Regions from separate parts of the Sus scrofa genome. Here region 1 is linked to region 2. Evidence: chromatin contacts called from public Hi-C data. All regions are on one chromosome and are shown on one strand. Each heading gives the region's core, a stretch centred on a gene start, on an enhancer-like site or on the middle of the called end of the contact. The rest is flanking DNA. Distances are from core to core; before and after follow the strand shown. Region 1 has its middle 120 kb from the start of ADAMTS15. Region 2 holds the start of ADAMTS15 (A disintegrin and metalloproteinase with thrombospondin motifs 15).

Evidence for each region. A called contact is a pair of places that touch in the nucleus more often than the background predicts.
Region 1: a contact with region 2 is called in a Hi-C map of embryonic fibroblasts, with 2.4 times the contacts expected there. The contact joins the enhancer-like site here to the promoter of ADAMTS15 in region 2. A contact is called at or near these places in 4 of 47 Hi-C or Micro-C datasets (embryonic fibroblasts, fibroblasts, heart right ventricle and 1 more) and 1 of 2 datasets of contacts at active chromatin or transcription factors (skeletal muscle).

What each region holds. Positions count from the first base shown.
Region 1 is chr9:57,247,974-57,254,445 of Sscrofa11.1, reverse strand. No RefSeq gene overlaps it. Among named protein-coding and RNA genes, the nearest start is that of ADAMTS15, 120 kb to the right of the region's middle. Within about 2 kb of position 3,010, at least 8 of the 83 cell types and tissues checked have an H3K27ac peak or open chromatin away from gene starts, as enhancers often do. A contact at or near this core is called in embryonic fibroblasts, where this site is marked.
Region 2 is chr9:57,123,280-57,130,204 of Sscrofa11.1, reverse strand. ADAMTS15 (A disintegrin and metalloproteinase with thrombospondin motifs 15) reads right to left here and starts at 2,678. Exons shown (of 8, transcript XM_003130081.4): 1 at 1,394-2,678. The coding sequence starts at 2,350.

The DNA.
Region 1 (6,472 bases), core at 1,761-4,260, 120 kb before region 2:
CCTGCACCTTCTCTTTCTGTCTTTTATTGTTCTTGGCAGCAGAGCGGGGGCCAGGGAGGGGGGTGCTTGAGGTCGAACTTGTTGAAAGTGCAAGGGGGAGAAAATTGTTCTCATCTGAATAAATAGAGTCAGCTGTTGCCAGAAGGTGAAATCTACCCATGGTGAGTCCCGCTCACAAGCCAAGGCAGTACTGGGCTGAAATGGGCACTTGAACTTGGGCCAGAGCTATCTGGGTGATGCTGGGCACAGCTACCAAGGAGATGGACTGCCCCTAAGGGTGGTAAGATGGCAGGGGTAGGGAAGGTACAGGGAGGGAGAGCTTGGCCCACCCTTGGGTTGTGGGTGTTCAGCACACACCAGCCCTCCTCCCAGGTCAGCGAGGGAGGGGAGGGGGATGGTGGGCACCTGCCACCACAGAACCCAGCTCACAGGTGGTGTCTGACCCCTGAGCCCCGGGGCTTGTGGGTGGGATCCCTGGCTGCCTCATCTCTATCATTTCTGGGAAGACGCTGATGCAGCAAGCGGGTGCCCTGGGTACCCCCATGTGACCTGACGGCCTTCGAATACACCCCAGTGGCCGTGAGGTCACCCAACCCTACCAAGCAGCCTGCCTGCCCCAGAAACTCAGAAAACATTTCCATTCAGAGAGTTACAGCAAATGGGCTCCAGAGAAGGAAGCAAAAGGACAAAGGTGAGGGGAGGAATGAGGAAGGATGGGGAGTGAGTGAAAAAAGAAAAGAATGCACGCGGCACCCTTGGAAGAGCATTAGAAATGGACCAGAGGCTAAGTTCCTGTCCCCGTGCCTCCTTTTTTTTTTTTTTTCTGTCTTTTTAGAGCCACACCCATAGCATATGGAAGATCCCAGGCTAGGGGTCGAACTAGAGCTGTAGCTGCTGGCCTGCACCACAGCCACAGCCATGCGGGATCCAAGCCACATCTGCCACCTACACTACAACTCACGGCAACACCAGATCCTTAAGCCACTGGGCAAGGCTGGGGATTGAACACATGTCTTCATGGATCCTAGTTGGGTTTGTTACCACTAAGCCACGATGGGAACTCTACCTGCACCTTTTAACCAGCCCGGTCAATGACTTCTGGCAAGACCCTCACTCTCAGGTCCAAGAGGGAGGCTGGACCATGTTCCCTTCAGACTCTCAACTACTATGTAGTGAAAACAAAACCCAGGAACGGTGCCCCTTTCTCAGGACCTCCAACTCTCCCCAGGTCAGGAAAGAGAGCACCATCCTGACCCTAGTCTCTGGCATCTGCTCCCCGCACAACATCCTGGACTGCTCTGCTCCAGGGACTGAGAGAAAAGACTCCTCCTCTAAGAGATGGATATGCTGCCACACATGGCCAGCGGGATAAGCCAAATCACACGGAAAACGCTTTTGCTGCTCTAGTGGGAAAATGTGCAAAGAAATAAAGAGTCAGATGGCAGCGTTTCTGCTTCGAAGAGACAGGGAACAGCAAAGAGGGCAGACCAGTGACCAACAGCAGTAGAAGCATCCTTTGCCCTGAAGCATCTTCAGGGAGGAAAGGGGTCACCTGATAGAGCACCATTCATCCCATTTTTCCCAGCAGGGCCAGCTCTGTGCCATAATCACAACTCCTCACGTTTATGAGCCGTTTGATGCTTTCCAAGGCACAGCCCACACTGACTCTGCTCAATCCTCATTGCCTGCAAGGGAGGGAGATGACATCGGCATCTCCACGCAGAGGAGAAAACCAGGGCTTACAGGTGAAGGGATGTCTGGGCTTCCTCCACACTTGGGGTCACCACCACGAAGGTCATCTTTGGGAGAGGGTAGAGGACAGGCAAAAGCAGAGGAGGCAGTAGTTACAGCGCCAAGAATCAGGAAAGAAGCCTTGAGTGCCAGTTCATGTCTACGTTTCCTTCTTTCTTTTTTTGCTTTTTAGGGCTGCACCTGTGGCATATGGAAGTTCCCAGGCTAGGGGTCAAATCGGAGCTGCAGCTGGTGGTCTAGGCCACAGCAACACAAGATCTGAGCTGAGTTTGCAACCTATACAACAGCTCATGGCAACACTGATCCCCGACCCACTGAGTGAGACCAGGGATCGAACCCGCATCCTCGAGGATACTTACGGGAGTCATTTTCACTGTGCCACAATGGGAACTCCATGTCTCCATTTCTTAATATCTCCTGACATTTCAACGCACACAAGAAATGTCCGTGATCCCTTGCCAGGAGGTAACAAAAGCTGTAAGAAAACAGAAAATGTCACGGAATGATGAGAAGGGATCATCTAAACTAGCTGTCACTTTACTTTACAGCCCAGGGAAGTAAAGTGACTTGTCTAAGGTCACACAGCTAGCTAGTAACAAAGCCCAGGTTAGAATATGCTATGCCTGACTCCTGCCACACTGGGCAAGTTAGAATGGCCAGCCAATGGGAATGACCTGAGAAGGACCTGGGAAGTTCCAAAGGCAAGCAGTTCCCCTGGTCCCTTCTCCCCTCCTGTCTGGAGGTCACACCCCCAGGCCCATGTGCTCCACATCAAAGCTGGAGGCAGAGCCAGCAAGCCTTCCTCTCATATGGAATGATTCTGACATTCACTTCTGAGGCTCTAATTCCAGCTAGAAATGTGCTGCCAATCCAAACAGAACAGGCTAATCAGAAAGCTTGTGGTTTCCCCCCCTTGTTTACAGAGCTACACTCTGGAGGCCTGAGCCCATCTGACATAACCATGGAGCTGGAGCTGGGTGACAGCCTCCCTCAGAGCTGTGAGGGAGTCCCCTATGAACTGTAAAGAGCCCCCTGTCCCTCTGGGGCATTCTGAGTTCCCCCCTTCACTCAGCGATCACTTGGGTCCACTGTTTGTCAGGCTTGGTGCAAGGACCCAGAGCCACAAATGTGGGTGATACAGAAAACCACCTTCTATGAGTCTTTTTTCTGTCTGAGAGGCAAATAACATCTACATCTTCTGGGCAAATTCTCTGAGTTGAAGAAAATCAGCCTCAGGATTACAAAACCCCAAGCAATGGCATTCCAGCCTGGCTGGTCAGAGTGCCCTGGCATCTCCAACTCAGAGACCTGAGGCTGTAAACATGTAAGGACAGGGATTTAGTCCACTTATCTGGGGGATAATTTATGGAGAAGCTAGGTCCCAAACAGATCTTGAGAGAGAAAGAGGATTTGGGAAAGACAGAGGGAGGGGGAAGGAAGCTAGCACGTGGATGCTCACTGAGTCTCCGCTAGAGTCAGTGGGCTGTTACCTCAAACAACATCTGTCATCTCAATAATCGGGTGAAGGGACCATCATGGCTCCATTTCATATGTGAGGAAACTGAGGCTCAGAAGGATTACATCTAGCCGTGATCACATTCAGTTCCAGGTTCGTACCACTCCAAAGCTCATGCTCTCTTCACTGCGCTATGCCCAGGGAAGAGCTAAGAGGAGGCTCTGGTGCTGATTACTGAAAAACTACAAAAAAAAAGCAAAAGACAGCCTAGTTACAGAACCTGCCAAAAGGTTTGCAGTTTAAAAAAGTCATTCGTTCATAGCACTTTTTAGTAATTATAAAGCCATGCTTGACTTATCAACATTATCACCATCACCATCACCCTCACCACCCTCCAAATCATCATCCTCTCCACCACCACCATCCTCTCCACCACCACCATCCTCACCATCACCATTCTGATGAGACTGTGTAATGAATAACCACATACTAGATACTAAGTTCATAGTTCCATTTAATTCTCCCAGTAATGAGTTTAATTGCACAATTATTGCCACCACATTACAGATGAGAAAACTGACGCATGGGGGAAAAGTCATTGAAATCACACAACTATTAAGTAGCAGAGATGCCAGCCCAGGCAATCTGACTCCAGCTCCCATGGCCTCAACCACACTGGTTATTCTTTGAGATGCTACCTGCAAAGTTGAGGGTGCCCTAGCAGATGTCACAGAGACAGGATGCAAGGCAAAATGTACAAGCAGGAACACCATTGATTTGACAGGCCCACATAATGTCTTAAAGCGGTCCTTGTGGAAAAGAGGCCACTCTACAGGGACAGCAGTCTGAGATGATTTATGGAGAAAATGGCCTTTCAGAAGCTGCAGGAGTACAGAAGGACAATGCCCCATAGGTGGGGGGAATCCAGGCACACAGGTCCGAGGGGTAGCCAAGGGACAAGATGCAAAACCTCAAGTCCACAGCTCCTTTAGATGCAGCCCTGGCCCAAGTGGGATCCACCCCACACCTCCCAAACACCCCAAAGACAGCTGAGTCCCTACAGAGTTTCTCTGTCCCTACCACGTGACAGATGCCAGACGCCATATCCTTTGCAGAAGGAAATGTATCTTGGAACACGATCTCGTTACAGTACACGCTGCTGCTTTTACAGGTTGTGAGAGGAGCCCCACAGACCTTGTTTCCCCCCCGCCGCCCCCCGACCCCATCCATTCCCAGTCCTCTGCTCCTCCATAAATCACCAGCCCAACAGAGCCAAGTCCTACTTCCCACTTCTTAAGTCTGAGGGCATTTCTTCCTGCTGATAAACTGGATTTAGACAGCTCTGCAAACCCCTGACTGTGGCCAAGATTATGAAGGTGAAATACTCACAGAGCCCTGTCCTGTCAAGGAGAAGAATGTACAGTATGGATGCAAACTGGCCCATTTCCCACCCGTTTCTGTCCAAGGGAGAATTACTTTTGTCAGGGACTGGAGCTGTGCTCAGGGCTTGGCTAGAGATATAAATCAGGATTATTACATCGGTGCTTCCCACCAACTCCCGGCAAAGGAAGGCGGCCCTGCAGGCCTCCATCACAGCATAGGGCTTCACCAAAACAAGTAAGACCCTGGGACCAACCCCAACCTCAGGCCTGGCCAGCACACTACCAGAGGAAGACTGAAAAATGGCCATGCTCTTCACCAATTCTGCAAAGACTCTGCGGCTGCATGGCAACCCTCATGCCCAGGGGTCATGGTCCAGAGCCTAGGCCACCTGCAGCTCCTGCCATTCCTTCCTTCCTTCCTTTTCTTTCCTTCTTCCTTTCTTCTTTCCTTCCTTCCTCCCTTTCTTTCTTTGCTTCTTTCTTTTTCTTTTGCAGGATCCTGGCCAAATCTTGCTATGGAGTCTGTGTCAGACTCAGGAAATGGTGCTCATCCATGGAATGTGCAAGATTGAAAAACAAAACTGTGATTCATGGAGGCAGAAGTGGGAACAAGGCTGTTAACACCTTCCTTTCCTCGGAAGCCATCCAGATACCCGGCAGAGCTGGGGCCCAAGCACAGAGGTCTGCCTGATGCCACTTTGAGGCCCATGGGGTTAGAAAGAAGCAAAGGGAGCGCAGGGCTCTGACTCCCAAGCCCACACACCCCAGAGGCTATGCTTGGAGAAGGTTCCCCACTCAAACACTGCTCTGCTGCCCCACAGTTTTCTCTTGAGCAGGGCAGGTGCCCACGACCGATGGATGGCAGGCCAGGAGGAGCTGCCTGCCTCCCAAGTCATGCATACCTACCTTGGCATCCCTTCCATATCCATCCTCATGGCAGGGCCAGCATCACAGAAGATGAGAGAAGTACCTGCTCGCAGAGTAAGATGCAGGCAATTCCACCTGACCCCGAGCCACTGTCAGGCCAAGCGAGAGGAAGGGGGGCACTGTAGGGTTGTGCATGGGCTTTGTAGCCCAGCCAGCATGGAGTCCAATCCCCCCTCTGCCCATTACTAGCTGTGGGGCCTCTTGTCAGTTACCTGCCCTCCTTGGGGTTCAGTCCCCTCAGCTGGATAACAGGGACAGGCTGCTCCCAGGAAGATAAGCAGGTGCCCCTGGAGGGGAACACCAGCCCCTACCCCCATCCTCACCCAGGACCCTGCTTGGCTGGCGGATTTGCTGACCATCCCGGTCTTTGGTTTTGCTTCCTCCTTGTAAGGCTTGGATGGCGTCACTCCCTAAAACCCTGCTCCCAAAGATAATGCAGACTCGGCCTGGCAACGTCAGCTCAGCACCAGACCCCAGGCTCCTGCCCCATCTCCTCCTCTTCCTCCACGCTGCCCTCTGCGTGGCAGCTCTCCTGCCACCCCTGCACATGAGCCAGGCCTTCCCGCCAGGCGCCCTGCCCCTGCTGGTTCTGAGAAGATGGGATGGGTAAAGATACACTTCTCTGCCCTACAGAGATTGTTTTAAACAGGAAAAATACAGGAGTTCCTGCCATGGTGCAGCAGAAACAAATCTGACTTGGAACCATGAGGTTTCTGGTTTGGTCCCTGGACTCGCTCAGTGCGTTAAGGACCCGGCCTTGCCGTGCGCTGTGGTATAGGCTGCAGACGTGGCTGGGATCCTGCATTGCTATGGCTGTGGTGTAGGCCAGGAGCTGTAACTCTGATTTGACCCCTAGCCTGGGAACCTCCATATGCTGTGAGTATAGCCCTAAATAGCAAATGAAATGAAATGAAATGAAGTGAAGTGAAGTGAAGTGAAGTGAAGTGAAGTAAAA
Region 2 (6,925 bases), core at 1,429-3,928:
ACCTCAGTTGGAAGAATGAGCATGCACGGAAACGTACTCAGGCCAAAGACCTCCCGAGAGGAGCCAGGTGGTGGGAGGAGAAGGCTGGGAAAGGAGGAAGTTCAGCTCCAGGAAGAGGCCAGCTGTGCCAAATGGGTTAATGTGGAAGACTGCAGCTCCAGCTCCATGTGCACCAGTCCATCTGGATACAGAGGAGGGTCAGGGCGCCACAGGTACCCAAGGATTCAGTGCCATCACCAGAATGCTGTGGTTCTGATGTTAACAAAATAAGAGCTTGGCACAGACCCAAGCCACAGCCCCCAAATCAGAAGAAGCAGGACACACAGATGCCCCTTTTCCTCCCAGCTCCTGTATCTGAGAAATTTCAGAACTCAAAAACACAGCACCCAATCACTCCAAGATCTACGAATCTAAACTTTCAATAGGGCTGTAGCAAAAGGCAGAGCTGCTTTTCTGATCTGTCTTTTTAATCCCAAGACTCAACATCTTTCCAGCCCTGCAGCTGGGATCTGCAGATGCTCTCCCCTGAACTCACTCCACTTCCATGCCGCCAGGGGCAGAATCTGGAGGCCTGCGGTCAAGTGCAGTCACAGGAGGTTTCAGCAAGTCTAAGTCGGGAGCAGCCCTGCCTGCTCTGCCACCAGGTAGTATACATCACCCTCGGCCAACAGGGATATGGGAAGATTGAAAGAGATGTTTTCAACTCAACTCCAAGGGAAGCTCTACTTGAAACTCCAAGCTTCAAACAGGTACACTAACATAGCGTGCCTGCTCTGAATGGACCAGAAGCCCCTCAAAGAGGAGACAAGCCCAGCACAGAGGGGTGTAGGAGAAGCGTCAAGGAAGAAGGGGATGCTCCCTGTACTGAGTGTGTCCTTTCACTGCAACCCACGAAAAATCCCAGATGAGTCCCACTATCCCAATTCGGGTTTCCCAGCACAGGACAGGGCCAGGATAACAACTGTTACTCATGAGAAAAGAAGCAGGCACTGAACTTCCAGTTTCATAAGCAGAAAAAGGAAGCCTCCGAAGAAGGTATCCGAAAAGACTTAGACGCCCCTCGCAGTAGGGGCGGACCTCTCCAACACCATCCTCAGAGCGCCTCCTATTTGTCTTGGAGACAAACTGCGGCTCCGGGGCGGCAACTTCCTGGGTTCCTGCCCCTCCGCGCCTGATCCTGGAGGCGTTCATTGGCCGGGCCGGGCCAACACCTTCCGAAGGAGCAGGCGTTCCTCTGCCCGCCCACGTGCATCCGGAAGATCCAAAGTGGCAGTCGGAAGAGATCAACGAAATTTAAACATTGCGCGGCACAAAGGGCATTTGGAGAGCTAAGGGCGGTGACCCCAATAGAATGGGGGCTATCTGGGTCCAAAGAGGTGACAGATCAACTCACCTGCCTGGTGAAGAGGATGGCGGTGTCCCAGTACTCAGGATGCTTGTCACTCACTTTGTTCAGCTTCTTCTGCCACGCGCAGAAGTTGCGCAGCGTCAAGGCCGCGTTGCCCGTGACCTTGGGCCCTGTGTCGCGGTCTCCAAGAAGCAGCACCTTGACCACGACGATGTTGATGGGGTTGAGGATGCTGGGATGGCGGTAGAGTCGCGCCGCCGTGGCCAACAGCGTCAGCAGATAATGCTCCAAGTCCGCGCCGTGGAACTTGACCATGGACTCGTCTGCCACCACCAGCGTCTCCACGTATCGCGGGATAGACACGAAGCGCTTGGCGCGCCCGGACCTGCGCCGGCTGCGATCTTCCCCTAAGCCTATCCGCGGAGGCTTGTAAGCGTCCAGGGCCCGCAGAATGGCGGGGTTCCAGCCTGAGGCCACCCCACAGCGAGAGGTAGGATCTCCAGGAGGCCCGCCGGGGGCGGCCCGGCGCTGGAGGAGGTGTGCGCCCTGACTGTTGCGCTGCGCCGTCGGCGCGCTGGCATTGGGCAACGGGCTAATGACATACTCAGCGCCTCGGTATCCGAAGGCTCCGCGTATCCCCCCGCACAGGCTCACAGCAGCAAAAGAGTCTGGCTCCGCGTTCACGTCTCCAGAGTAGAAACAACGTCGCAAGTCCGGGGAGCTCTCGATGAGTCCCTGGAGGGGGACGCCCAGATGCTCTGTGGCGAAAGCGGGTGCCAGGAACTGAGCATCTGGCGTCAGGTGTAGGTAGAAATCCTCCTGAAATGCTGTGATCTGAAAAATGAGTCCCTGATCCTCTGAGTCCTCGGGACCCCGCCGGTAATAGCGGCGGCCGTTGATATCCGGGTCCAGTCGGATGGGGACCACCACCTCCCGCTCTGGCTCTGAGCCGCCAGCCGGTGCCCCGGCGAGAGCCAGCGTTAAGATGCCCAGCAGAAGCATGGCGCCGGGCAGCGCAGAGCCGCGCTCTCGGAAGGGCTCGACTCGGCTCCCCGGCAGCCGGCACCGTCTTCCTGAAGCCCGCACGCCAGAACCACCGACTCCCGGGGCCGCCCGCAGCTCCCAGAAAGGAGAGCCCAGGGAGGGAGGATCCTCCCAGGGCAGTGAGCGCGCACCGGGCTGCCCGCGCCGCCTACCTGTGCCTTTCCAGGCAAAGCGCGCCCTGGGAGCTTAAGTACAATCGCTGTCAAGTGCAAAGACGAAGATTTGCAGCCGAGAACTAGAGGGAGGTGCCGGGCCGCTTCTCCGAACCGCAGCCACTCGCAGCGCCGCAAACCAGGCGCGGCGAGCCTATTAAAGGCCCCCTCCTCTTTGGACTGCCCAGTCAGCGCCCTCCCTCTCTCCCCTCCCAGCCTCCCAAAGCTTGCAGCCTCCTGGGGCCACCGAAGAACTCGGTCCCGCCTCCAGAGCTGAGAGCCACTTGGCGGGGAGGGAGTGGCGTTGAACTGAGGCGGGAGGCGTGGGCTGGCCGGAGAAACTAGCTCTGGAGTCTGGATTCACGTTGTGCTTTCAAGCTATGCCTCCTCCGCACCTCCCCTCCGCCCCATGCCCCACACATCAGCCGGGACCCACATCTGGCCGCTCCCTGGGCCTCAGCCTTTAGCTCAAGGCAGTAGGGCTCAGAAGTTGGAAATGAAGACTGCCATTGAACCCCCTTATCCCTTCTATTACAATATCCCTGCTCTTTCCTCATCGCAGTGTCCCCTAAAAGTCCCAGAACCAAGGACTCCCTGTAAATGTGCTCCTGCTGCCAGAAGGGCACATTGCTGGGCACATGGAGAGACCTTCTGGAAGGTACGGCTGCCCAGACCCACAGTCCGCCCTGGGGGCAAGGGTGTGCTGGATGGGCTGGTGCAAATGGTTAATTTTCAAGAACTTTGCCTGTCAGCTATTAAACACAGTCATTATTAAAATTTTTAATTATATGGATGTATAGTTATAACCTATGCTTAGTAATAAACTCCATCACTTCCTAATTATTTGAGCATAATTACCTGAGCTCTTACACCTTGGGAACCACTAGCCCTCCAGGACAGCGGCCAGCACCAGGAAGGAGAGCAGAGGTGCGGGAGTGGATGGTAGGATTGAGTGTGTGGCCTTCCCCATCTCCCAGGGCAGGGGCGGCAGGACAGGAGCTTGGAACAGGTCCTGTGGGAATGTTTATACCACTGACATGGGCAAACAGTGCCACTCAGGGCTTGGGGGGGGGACTGTGTCCAGCACTGACCATCAGTGCCTGGGGTGCTGTGGGGAAAGAGATGGTCTTCCCACCAGGGAGGGGCCGAAGCACTGTGGACAGTAAAAAAGTAATCATCCAGAAAAAATCCTTCCTCCCTGACATTCTTTCATTTGACCCTTGACCAAGTATATGGAGGACACTGGGGTGGGAGGCTGGGTGTGCATAGGTGGGACGAGACCATCAGGCCAAGGGTTCCCATTTCATCTGAGGGGGTCTGAAGAGCCCTGTTCCAGGCTCTGGACCTTGAGGTCCTCCCTAGCTCTCCATAAAAATCACCTTCTTGGAGTTCCCGTTGTGGCTCAGTGGTTAGCGAATCTGTCTAGGAACCATGAGGTTGCTGGTTCGATCCCTGGCCTTGCTCAGTGGGTTAAGCATCCGGCATTGCAGTGAGCTGTGGTGTAGGCTGCAGACGCGGCTCGGATCCCGCGTTGCCATGGTTCTGGCGTAGGCTGGCGGTACAGCTCCGATTGGACCTCTAGCCTGGGAATCTCCATGTGCCATGGGAGCAGCCCAAGAAATGGCAAAAAGACAAAAAAAATCACCTTCTTTCTTCTGACAAGGAAGAAGGCAAGTAAAGGGAGAAAGGCATTCCTGGTCTCTCCTGATACCTGGAAAATCTTTGCAGAACCAAAGTGCTCTGGGTTGAGTTGGCAAGAGGAGGGGCCAGGAGGGGAGAGAATGGGATGATTTGAAGCCTAAGAAGGGGGTAGTGGAAGAAGTTTGGAATTTGCTTAAGAAAGTGGCTGCTCCAGTCAACAATGCTGTTGTTGAAGGGAAGAGAAAGCTGGGGCTGATCCATCTCATCTCGAGAGCACATTCTGCCCATTATCCTCTCCCCATGAAGGATCCTATCTGGGAGAGCCCCCGGGGGCCTTGGAACAGGAAGAGTGCCCAGATGCCCGCGGCTCTCCTGGGGCCCCTCTTCAACTGAGAGGCATGGGGCTGAAATTCATTATGTGAATGAGTAAGAAATGGTGTTTATGCTCTAAATGAAAGGGGAAGTGTGCATATGGAGGGCTGTGAGAGAGAGCATTCACGTTTACAAAGGCTTTCTGTGTTTGAGTGTTTAAAGAGGGCCTATAATTAAAGAGAAACTCAGACAACCAAGGGCAATCATAAGTCACTTATTTAGGGCATGCAATTGTTTTCCTACACCCAGCAGTTTTAATGGGGAGTTACACGGTTTCTAATGACATTTTACTTTCACAGGGATCCACAGCGGCATTTGGTAAGGGCTGGGGCATGTCACTCACGATGGCAGGCCCAGGAGAAGAAGCACCTCCCTGCCTGTGTGCCTCACTTCCCCTCCCCCAATCACCCCAACTGTTCCTACCCCCCAGCACAGAAGCAGGCCACTTGACCTTTTTCAAAGGCACTCGCCTGCCTTCGCGCTCCTACTCTGTGCAAAGTACGGCTCCGGGGAGCTTTGTGTGTCTCACCTTATTTAACACTCACCTCTCTCCTCGGGAAGCTGCAGCTCTGTCCAGTCACTTTGCCAGGGATTCCTCAGCAGGAACTGAGGCCCTTGGGGAAATTCTGGGGTAGAGCAGAGAGAAGATTTGAGTAGAAGCTGGGAGGGCTCTGAGTGTGCCCTCCTTTCCAATCACTGATCTGATTCTCTCATTTTCTCATCTGCCAAAAGAAGAGGAATTACCCTCCGTCAGAGGTCTTGGGTCAGAAGGCTGCATCAGAAATCTCTGGGCTAGATAATATCTAAGATTACTTCCAGGTCAAATACAGCATAACTGTCTGTGGCCTGTGAAAGGCAACCGAGCATGATATTAAGAGCCTAGGCTCGGAGTTCTTATTGTGGCCCAGCGGAAATGAATCTGACTAGTATCCATGAGGACGTGGTTTCGATCCCTGGGCTCACTCAGTGGGTTAAGGATAGGGTGTTGCCATGAGCTGTGGTGTAGGTCACAGACATGGCTCAGATCCTACGTTACTGTGGCTGGGGCATGGGCTGGCAGCTGCAGCTCCAATTTGACCCCTAGCTTGGGAACTTCCATATGCCACAGTGCAGCCCTAAAAAGAAAAAAAAAAAAAAAAAAAAAAAAAAAGAACCAGGCGCAGGGGACCCAGATCTTCATCTTGACTCCAGCTGATCCTTGATGTGCAATTTTGGGTAAGTTACTGCACCTTCTCAAGCCTCAGCTTCTTCGTTATTAAGATCAGCATAATAATATTACCCATGTCCTAAACTTATTATAAGGATTAAAGAAGTGAATGCTTTAAAAAGTGCTCAGGAGTGTTTGGTAGGTTAAAAAAAAAAAATCTTTCTCAAATGTTACCTAGAACTGCTGGTCATATTCTTATTAGCTATTATTATTATTCCTACCAAGGCTTACTTGACACTCCAGGATGATTGCATCATCATCTTGAGACGGTTCTGGTGTTTCCAGTGGGAAAGGAGGAAAGCTGGTGGGGCAACTCTCTCCCAGCTCTGCTCAGGGGCTCCAATGTCACCCTGGTGGTCCTGCTTCCACATCAGGACACTGCATCAGGACTCTTGCTTCTCCCTGTCCTCAGGATCTTAAGATCTTAGGAAAATAGACAACAACTCTTCCTCCAAAGAAAGATTGGAGGCCTGGCCCAAGTTGTCAGATCTGAACACCTCAGCTTGGCTTTCTGCCCTCAACCACCAGACTGACCTCTTCCTGCCCTTCTGGTCTCGGCCCAAGGGCCACCCTTCAGAGAAGCGTCCCTAGGCCACCCAACTTAACAAACCCAAAGTTGAGATTATGAGTCTGTGTTTTACTTTCTCCCCTTCTCCTCCCCAGTTACCTGCATCTACACCTATTTTGCTCACCTAGATCTGTACTTCTTTATTGGCCGCCTGCCCCGCACCCTCCAGCTAGAATGTGGGACCTCCTCTGTCTCATGAACTGTTACCTCCCGGGGCCTGGCCCCATGCTTGGCAAATAGGAGCTCCCATGAATATGGAGTTGAGTGAGTGGATGGGCCTGACCCTAACCTCAGCCTGATCACTCTCAGTGGACGAGGCACTTCAGCTCTAAGGTGGAGGTATGGCTGTCTCCTAGGGGAACCTGGAATGCCTAATGTGGGGCTCCTATTATGAATACCCTCTGCCTCTCTGATGGAGAATTGGCCGAGGGACCTCATCCCCAAGCCCAGTACCCTCATTTCAGAGTTGAGGCCACTGAGGTGCAAAGAGAGAAAGTTCCCTGCCCAAGGCTGCCCAGAGAACTGCTTTGCTTATCTCATAGACGCATTCCTCTTGACCTCACTCTTGCTACATTAATTGGTTTGGCTCCTTC